Linked DNA regions of Gossypium hirsutum: all the other regions are linked to region 3. A link is a contact called in public Hi-C data. All regions are on one chromosome and are shown on one strand. Each heading gives the region's core, a stretch centred on a gene start, on an enhancer-like site or on the middle of the called end of the contact. The rest is flanking DNA. Distances are from core to core; before and after follow the strand shown.

Evidence for each region. Hi-C and Micro-C count contacts between places; a contact is called where the count stands out from the background.
Region 1: a contact with region 3 is called in a Hi-C map of leaf, with 2.3 times the contacts expected there. The contact joins the promoter of LOC107922137 here to the promoter of LOC107921251 in region 3. A contact is called at or near these places in 9 of 34 Hi-C or Micro-C datasets (hypocotyl, leaf and petal).
Region 2: a contact with region 3 is called in a Hi-C map of leaf, with 2.4 times the contacts expected there. The contact joins the promoter of LOC107922243 here to the promoter of LOC107921251 in region 3. A contact is called at or near these places in 14 of 34 Hi-C or Micro-C datasets (anther, callus, hypocotyl and 2 more).

What each region holds. Positions count from the first base shown.
Region 1 is chrD01:49,521,594-49,524,454 of Gossypium_hirsutum_v2.1, forward strand. It overlaps LOC107922137 (YTH domain-containing protein ECT1), which reads left to right and starts at 1,323. Exons shown (of 8, transcript XM_016851997.2): 1 at 1,323-1,702; 2 at 2,120-2,193; 3 at 2,326-2,455. The coding sequence starts at 1,660.
Region 2 is chrD01:49,467,040-49,469,884 of Gossypium_hirsutum_v2.1, forward strand. LOC107922243 (squamosa promoter-binding-like protein 2) reads left to right here and starts at 1,356. Exons shown (of 6, transcript XM_041087328.1): 1 at 1,356-1,504; 2 at 2,838-2,845.
Region 3 is chrD01:49,310,676-49,313,611 of Gossypium_hirsutum_v2.1, forward strand. It overlaps LOC107921251 (stress-associated endoplasmic reticulum protein 2), which reads left to right and starts at 1,580. Exons shown (of 3, transcript XM_016851128.2): 1 at 1,580-1,757; 2 at 2,212-2,368; 3 at 2,679-2,894. The coding sequence starts at 1,755. The coding sequence ends at 2,725.

The DNA of each region.
Region 1 (2,861 bases), core at 73-2,572, 210 kb after region 3:
GAACTGGAATTCAAAATTTTGGGGTAAATTCGCAAATAAATAGAGCCAAAAGGACTAAATCGAACACGCGAATTACATAGAGGGGCTGGAAGGCAAGTTTTCCCTTCTCCTCTAAAACGATGTCGTTCCAGTAGGGCCAAATTGAAATTGAAAATAAATTAAAGGACGAATTAAAAAAATAAAAAAAACTTAATTGTAAAATATCAAAAAGGCGTAGGGGCTAAAAGCGCAATTTACCCCTCCGCTCAAAAACACACGGATCCTAGGCCGGGTCGGGTCGACCCCCCAAAACGACGTCGTTTTGGCATTTGGGGAGGCCTGGTGAAACGGCATCGTTTCACGAGACTATTTAAGTAAAAAAAACCTAAAAATTTCATTTTTCCCTTTCTGTTTTTAAAAAAAACTAAAAAAGCTCTCAACCTTTCCCCTTTCCTTCGGGCACCGGCCTAAGGCCCGGTCATCGGTCGGTCACCGGCCATCGCGTCGGCCGCCTATCTTCGGCGCCGGCACCGCCGTCTACGGTGGCCGAAAAAGGGGAAAATCCCCTATTCGATTCCTTAGGCTCCTCTAAGCCCAAATCTGGGTTAAAAATCTCCAAAAGGTAAGCGTAAAACCCTCAAAAGCCCAAAAAACCTTTCAGTTTCCGATCGTCTTTCCTCGGAGACGACTTCCTCGGCCGTTCACGGCGATTTGGGCTCAAAACACAGGTTATTTCTCCCTTTTCTCTTATTTATTTTATTCGTATGTATATAAATGATAAAAAAATAAATATAACAGTAGAAAATAAATAAAAACTGTAAGTAACAACCTTTGATCGATTCTTTGCTCTTTTTGTTGCGAAAGTAATAGCTTTTTTTATTTTATTTCTGAAAAATCCCCCTGGTGCAGTGTTACAATGGCTTTTTTTTAGCCAAAATTACAATATCATAAATAAATCTAATCCATTTTCTTTGATTCGCAATCTTTTTTCTTTCCATATACTGCTATTTCCCTTCTTGATGTGCAGGTATGAAGATCGCGTGGAGATTCGGGGGCATGGTTGCGGCGGGCGAAGTTTACCCTAGAACTCTAAGGTTTCTGAAATTGCTTTGGGCCTGGGGTTAATTTTGGGCCTCTATTTATTTTGAGTTTGGGCCATATAGGCCAGTTTGTAATTCGGGCACTGTATTCTGAGTTTGTAATTTATATTGGACTATTGAACTTTATTATTATTTTTTTGGTTTTTATTGTTTTAATGAGCCCTTGGTAAAATTGGGTATTACAATTATATTATTTGAGTAAATAGAAAAAAGGAATATGAAGGGAAAAAATTGGAGTAACGTAAAGTGACATAAGCGAAAAACTGCTATGGTAGGGGGGAGCAGGTGGACGAGTGGTGTTTTGCCAACTCTTCGGTACCCGCAGATATTTCCTTCCCTTCCCCTTCCCTTCCCCTCTCCTTCATCACTCCCAATGCCCCCGCTTCTCTCTGCTTCTTAACACAACAACTCTTCACCAAATTAACACCCCCCCCAAATAAGCTTCCTTTCCAGAGCCCCTGCTCTCTCGAATCTCGATCTCCAACCCAAAATATTTCATCAAACCAAAACTTATCTTTCAATTCGTTATTATTATTATTATTATTATTATTAAAACTTACATTTTGTTCGTCTATAATTTATGCTAATGGCTCACCAAACTTCTGATCGATTGACCTCTACTGGTACGTCGCCGTTGAATCATAATCTCCGTAAACCAACAAACAAAAATTGAAATATGATATATGATTTATGTCTTCTTTTTTAGGCTGTAAATTTTCAATATAGCTCTTTGGTTTTTTTTGATGTGTTCTTGTTTGATTTTATGGAAGCATCGAATGAGAAATGTGGAATCTACTGCGAGATTGTTCTGCTGGTTTCTTTTATTTGTTTAAAGGATATTATTGGAGATGATCGTGGACATAATTAATGTTTGGCAACAAATAGTATCATCGCCTAACCATGTTTGTTCGACAGTTATGATCTATTCTTATGTGTTTATGTTTTCAATGTTTGACGTACTTGTTTACTTACATGCTGCACATTATTGTTCAATATTTGTTGCTTAATCGAAGATTTTGACAATGGTTTTCGAATTCTAGACTCGGCAGAGGTTTTCAACGTTATGGTTCTGGATAGCAACATCCTTGCTAACCCGAACGCTTTGACTAATAAGGTATATTGTTGCTTGCATTGCTTCATTTTGTTGGTTGCCTTGATTAGATTGATATAGCCATTGTTTTAAACCGCTGCGCTCTGTAATTGATCATTACTTAGGATGTTGTTATTTGTTCATTTATTTGCACAGGATTTGGTAACTGTTGGTTCCTTGAGGGATGGTTCATCCCATCAGTCGGGATTCATGCCATCTGTTGTTGAGTCCAAGACAACCTATTTGCCCAATGCCTATTCTCCTGAGGCACAGTTCCATCAAGAAGGTTAGTTCCTCTGCATTTGTCATATGAAACTTTGTCTTGTTTCTGTTAACCTAGTTTCTGATTTCATGTATGTTAAAATATATGTAGAAACCTAGGATTAACGGTGTATCAGTATAAGGTTTACAACTTGGATATTTCTTAGGGAATTGATATTCATTCTTGTGCTGATTGGAAGGGTAACTTATTTTGCGGTAAGCAATTCATCTCGTAAATATTTTTTTCCACTTTCTGGTCAAAGTGGAATTAAAAAGATTCAATATTTGACTTCTAATCTATTCGATGTGGTGAACATAGCGGTGGTATTTGAAGATAGAATCTACAAACCTTACGGCAGAAGAACTTCTTTGTATGATTACATTGTGGTTCCTTTGTAGTATCAATAACTGATCTTTGATTTACAGAATTT
Region 2 (2,845 bases), core at 106-2,605, 160 kb after region 3:
AGGCCCAATTAAAAGCCCTTGGCCGAATTTCCATTTAAATATTAAAATAATTAAGATTTTTTTATTTTTAGTTTTCTAATTAGATTAGGAAAACACTTGAGAGGCCTATATAAAGGTTTGGCTGGTCACCTCGTTATTCACTTCTCAAATATATTAAAAATTTCAGATTTGTTTAAGTGCAGAATTCTCCTTGAGTTTTTCTCCAAGAATTCTCTCTTGAGTTTTATTTAGAAGTTGTTTTAACAATCTTTTGATTGTGGGAGCCATCTTCAGCCTTCTTCTTGCCATTGATATTCCTTTGGAGGGGAGATTAGAGCCGTTTGAAGGGAGTTGTGATATCTTTCGGGATTTCAAGGCTTCTTAGGACTTATCTTTTAATTTCTTGCTGTCAATTTTTTTCTTTTAAATTCTGCTTGTGTCGATTTTATTTAATCACTTTGTTTGCTGTTCTTGTTGCGTTTTAGGCGTTCCAAAGCATTCCAAATCTGATTCGCCCTCTTCTTTACTAAAGATCGGATCGCCCCTTTTGTTCTTGGCAGCAAAATTCGTTCAAAATCCCTAAATTCCTTGTTCTTGCCGATTTCTTCTTTTCAAATTTGGGTTGTTTTGATTGCTAGAATTTTGGGGAAATTTAACTTGCTGTTTGTGTCTTTCTTTTCAGATTCGGCAGATTGGAGTATTCTTTGGGGTTCAATTACATGTTCTTAATTCCCCAAGAACTTTTATTAACACTTATTCCTATTCTTAATTTGATTCTTTGCTGGTTTAGGGATTTTTATTTCAGATCTGGAAATTCAAAGTTCTAATCTTTTAATTTCTGTTTCGTTTCAGATCTGTTTGTTTAAAGCCTCGTAGAAATTCGGCACGAGATGAATTGAAATGATTCATAGAATTCGGCAAAGTTTTCATGCTGCTGAGTTGAAAGGATTAAGAAGGAGATGAAAAATCAATATGTCATGAGATCAATGAACTAAAATAGTCATTTTAATCCTATAAGAAGTTAGAGTTTCTAGAAGAAACCAAGCTGTGAAAGCCTTCTAAGTATGAGAATTAAGCTGGTGATAATGATTGCAGAAGGGAATTATTTTTTAAATAATTAAAATTGAGTTAAAAAAAAAGTGGGTAATATTAATATTTTTATATATTTTAAAAATTGATTGATTTTAATACTTAATTAATTAATTTCACAATCAATCTTTATCTTGCCGTCGTTTCCAATCACGCTGTCGTTGAAGCTGTCATCGTCGAGTTGACTCGTCATAGCCGAGTCAAGTGAATCGGTTGAAAATTCTTTTCTGGCTCGCTACCAACACTATTAAGTACTTCTTACCGCCACGTGTCCTTATTTTTAATTACTTAATTACTACACGGAAAGGAAAGAAAATGCTTTCGTCCCAAAAGGCGAAGGTATTTTTTTCCGCTTTAGTTGTTTCTGCCATTGTTTTTTCCTCTATTTTCAGTCTCCGAGTCAGACTCAGATGAGGGCGATCGTAAGTACTCACCAGTAAGTTTCTTCTCTTTCTTTTTTAAAAGATTAATAAAGAGAGTGATAATGAGGAACTAGAATTTCTAAAAATGGAGAAACATCTTGTTTTTGCGCCTCAGATTGATACATTAGTTTCTTCATACCTTCTATTATTATATCAATTATTTGAACTTTAGAAAAGGTAATATGAAAAGAAAATTATATATGCATTTTCAAAAAACAATAAATTCGTTATTGTTACTTTCCTTTTGGTATCTTGTTTTCTGGGGAAAGTGAAGGAAAACGACTACGTTTTCTTTATATATACAGTTTTCCTTTTTGTTTTCCACTTTATATTTCTGGCTGAAATTTATTTACTATAAAATGAATAAAGATGTGATGGGTGATAGCCGGTAAGGGAGCAGATACTTTCTAAAATTTATTTTCTGTCATGATTTCTATAAAAGAAATTAGTTTACTTATTTCTGTTTCTGTTTCAGTGCGGAACTAATAACTTCTGTATGTAAAATAAATTTACGACTTATGAGTATAATTTCATTTCTTGAAATGATTCTCTTTTGATGCATTTCTTGTATTTGACTTTTTTGTTGATTGCTTCTTATATTTTCTGTAGGGGTAAGAACTAAGAAGAGGTTGCTGGGTACCTTTCTTTTTCCCTTCTTAAGGCTATAACTTTTGATTTATGGTAGATTAGGGTTTAATTCAATATTTTTTTTTCAAGTATTCATCGGTCTCTTGTGGGTCTCAGTCAGGGACCTACTTTGTGGGATTGCCCGGATAATTGAATTATTGAAGTGAATTATTGAAGATGTGAAATTTTTTAGAGTACGGTAACATCAGCGAAGTTTAATCGTCAGATTTTTTTTTTCTTTTACCCCTTGAAAACTGTTACTGCTTCCTATAATAATTGGTGATAGAGAGCCGATTGTTAATGGTGCAAAAACCTGGTAACTAGTTTCCGATGGGTTGATAGATAAGGGTAAACTCCTCTAGGATTTTGGTCCAAGTGTTGCAAGTTTAGGGAGCGCTTTGATACACACACTTATTTACTTGGGACTGAAGTGAAACTTTTTATCCGGATGGTGTAGACTTACTTATTACAAGAGTGAACAGTGAGATCCTTTGGAATTATGCTATTAACATGTCATTGTCTGCAGAATGAAAGGAGGAGAAAAGCTGTACCACTTTTCTTGCTCCGAATTTTTAGACTTAATCTATGATTTTTTTTGCATCCTTGCTTAAGTTATCTGTTTTATAAAGATGGAAATTGATATCTGCGTAAAAACTTGCTTGGATTGAAAATCGGTTGCTAGTTTAGTTCAACCTCTCTGATATTTGTTGCGTTTTTCAGTGAAGCAT
Region 3 (2,936 bases), core at 330-2,829:
TAATTTTGATTAAGTGATTAATTCAACTAACTAATTACTTTCAAATCAAATTAATTAATAATTAAAACTTCAAAAATCCTTTATCTGCTCCCTAATTGAACAAACTTCAATGGTCAATCGATTAACTGAATTAATTTGGTTCAATCGGTTTATTCAATTTTTTCTAATGAAGGATTATTATTCTATTTGTAGATTAAGAAAATGTTCATAAACGAGTTTAGGATGACGCTAACAGCTTTAGATTGCACTAAAATGGTAACAAAATAATAGATTATGACATGTGAATAAAAAGAATTATTTTTAAATTTATAAAAAGTATAAATATTAAATATTTCTTTAGTTGAGATGATAAGATTGAGAGAGTAGAATTTATGATATTTTAGGTTGGAATATGTGTACATATTTTCTAGATTTTATATAAAAATATAAGAATACCATTAAAATAATATTTTATCCTTTGTAAAAATAAGAGTTAGTAAATTCATATAGATAATGATATAAGAGTTAATTGTATTATACATCCCCAAACTATGATCTTTACTTTAAACTAGTCTCTAAATTTTAAATTATTTTAATTGCATCCTCAAACTATCAATGTTATATCAATCAGGTCCTTCCATTATTGAAATCGTCAATTTAACCATTAAATGACATATAAAATATTATACGACAATTTAAAATGAAAATTTTAAAGAAAATTAAATAGTTGTACTTATTGCATAACTTTTTAATTAAATACTAATAAAAAAGTAAACAAAAAAAAAGAAAGAGAGAGAGAGTGAATGCTAGTTTTTGTAAATGCTTCGAAAACCTCAAAACCATATTTTTACAACATTCATTTCCACAATATTAATTTTTCTTTAAAAATTTTTCATTTTAAATTATGTCACATAAAATTTGACGTCTCTTTTAATGGTTAAATTAACGATTTTAATAAAGGAATGGCCTTATTGATATAACATTTCAATGGCGAAGCCAAGGGGTTGGCAGGGGCCCCAACACACCCTAAAATGGAAAAAATTTCATTTATGCCCCTTTATAATTTATAAAATTTTAAATTAGTAATGGTAAAATTGCACTTTGGCCCCCAAAAATGATAAAAAATTGAGTTAATACTTTAAAAATTATAAAGATATAAGGTATTAAAATGGTGAAATTGTATTTTTACTATCGTAAAAATAAATAATTTAATTCCGCCCCCCGCCCCCAAAAAAGATTATGGCTTCACCCTGGTAACATTGATAGTTTGAGGATGTAATTAGAATATTTTAATGTTCGATGATCAATTTAAAATAAGTCATAATTTGGAGACGTTTGATGTAATTAACTCATAACTATATCCGAAAAGTTTTCACTAATTATCCATAAAAGAAACATCTTTCTCTATTGCTAAAGAGACAAAATAGAAAAACAGGCTTAACACAATTATTGAAACTAAAGCCCATAGATCTGCCCATTTAAACAAAAAGGTATACGTGTACCAAGCAACCAACTACATCGCGCCACGTTTACCAATTTGCGTGAGCAAACCAATCAGGACGAAGTCCATGACCCTTCATTTAACGTAGGATGAATTTAATCAGCAGCATACATAGCCCCTTATAACGACAGCCCGGGACATTTTCGCGAATCGAGGAATAACCCCCCCCCCCCCCCACACACCCAAAGAAAAATCGTCGCCGTAAAAGAAAGAGAAGAATTTCGCCTGAAATTTCATTCGCTTTCTCGACCGGCTACCTCTTCTCTCCGACATCATGGTAATCTTTTGATTTCTTCTTTTCTTTCTTTCTTTTTTTTTTTTGCATATTATATGAAACGATCTGAGCTATGTTTTCTTACGCTTCAATTTATCTTTTTCGAATTAAACCGGTTGCAGACTTATATAGATTGTAGATCTCAATTTAGCATATTTATGTCCTCAATAATTTAATCATGTGCTTGTTCGAATTTTTTTGAATGAATTAGGTAGACGGACCTTGAATCAGCCCTTTTAGTACTATTCATCATTTTATTCTCAATATTGAGCATTTGTGAATTTTGTTTCTTTTCTTATCAAATTTCGAGTTATAAAAAAAGTGGGAAAAGTAAGAACACCAGTGTTTTTCCTCCAGTATAAATGCTAAATCCATCACCATGATCGAAAATATGTATAAACTATTTCTTTTTTTAAATCTAAATTTAAATGGGATCCCTCTGATCTGGTTTGTGCAGACAACATCAAGGCGCATTGCAGACAGGAAAGTGTTGAAGTTCGAAAAGAACATAACAAAGAGAGGAGCTGTTCCTGAAACAAGCACAAAAAAGGGGAAGGATTATCCTGTTGGCCCTATGTTGCTTGGGTTCTTCGTTTTCGTTGTCATTGGATCATGTAAGATTCCTGGCTGCTTATCTTTTCACCATTATATGTCCTTGGATATTTAGCATTGACTTTTGTTGTACCAAATACAATACATGATTTTGCTACCGATATGTTCAGCACGTTCTCATAATGTGTGTTGTTTCACCGGTGAATATTCTAATTTTGTTCGGTATGGACCTTATTAGCATGATATTTGGGAACTCGAATTTTAAGAGATGAATTTAGTTTTCTAAAATGGTGTTAGTTGTGTGATAAAACACATAAATATCATGACCTTGCAGCACTGACTTAAATCTTGTTTTTTTTTCATCTGTTTCAGCTCTCTTCCAGATTATCAGGACAGCGACCAGTGGAAGCATGGCATAAGGCTGCATATAGCCCATGTTAAAAAAAATGCAGAAGAGACTTGTTATGTTCTTTTTCTATAAGTTTTGTAGCGAACTGATGATATAATATGTTTACTAGATATGCGTTGTAACTCATGTTGTGAAGATTTCAAAAATTGAATAAGACCTCCCTTTCGTGTCTTTTTCTATTTTATATCCTTCTTTTTGCATGTTTCTTTTGTGAATAAATA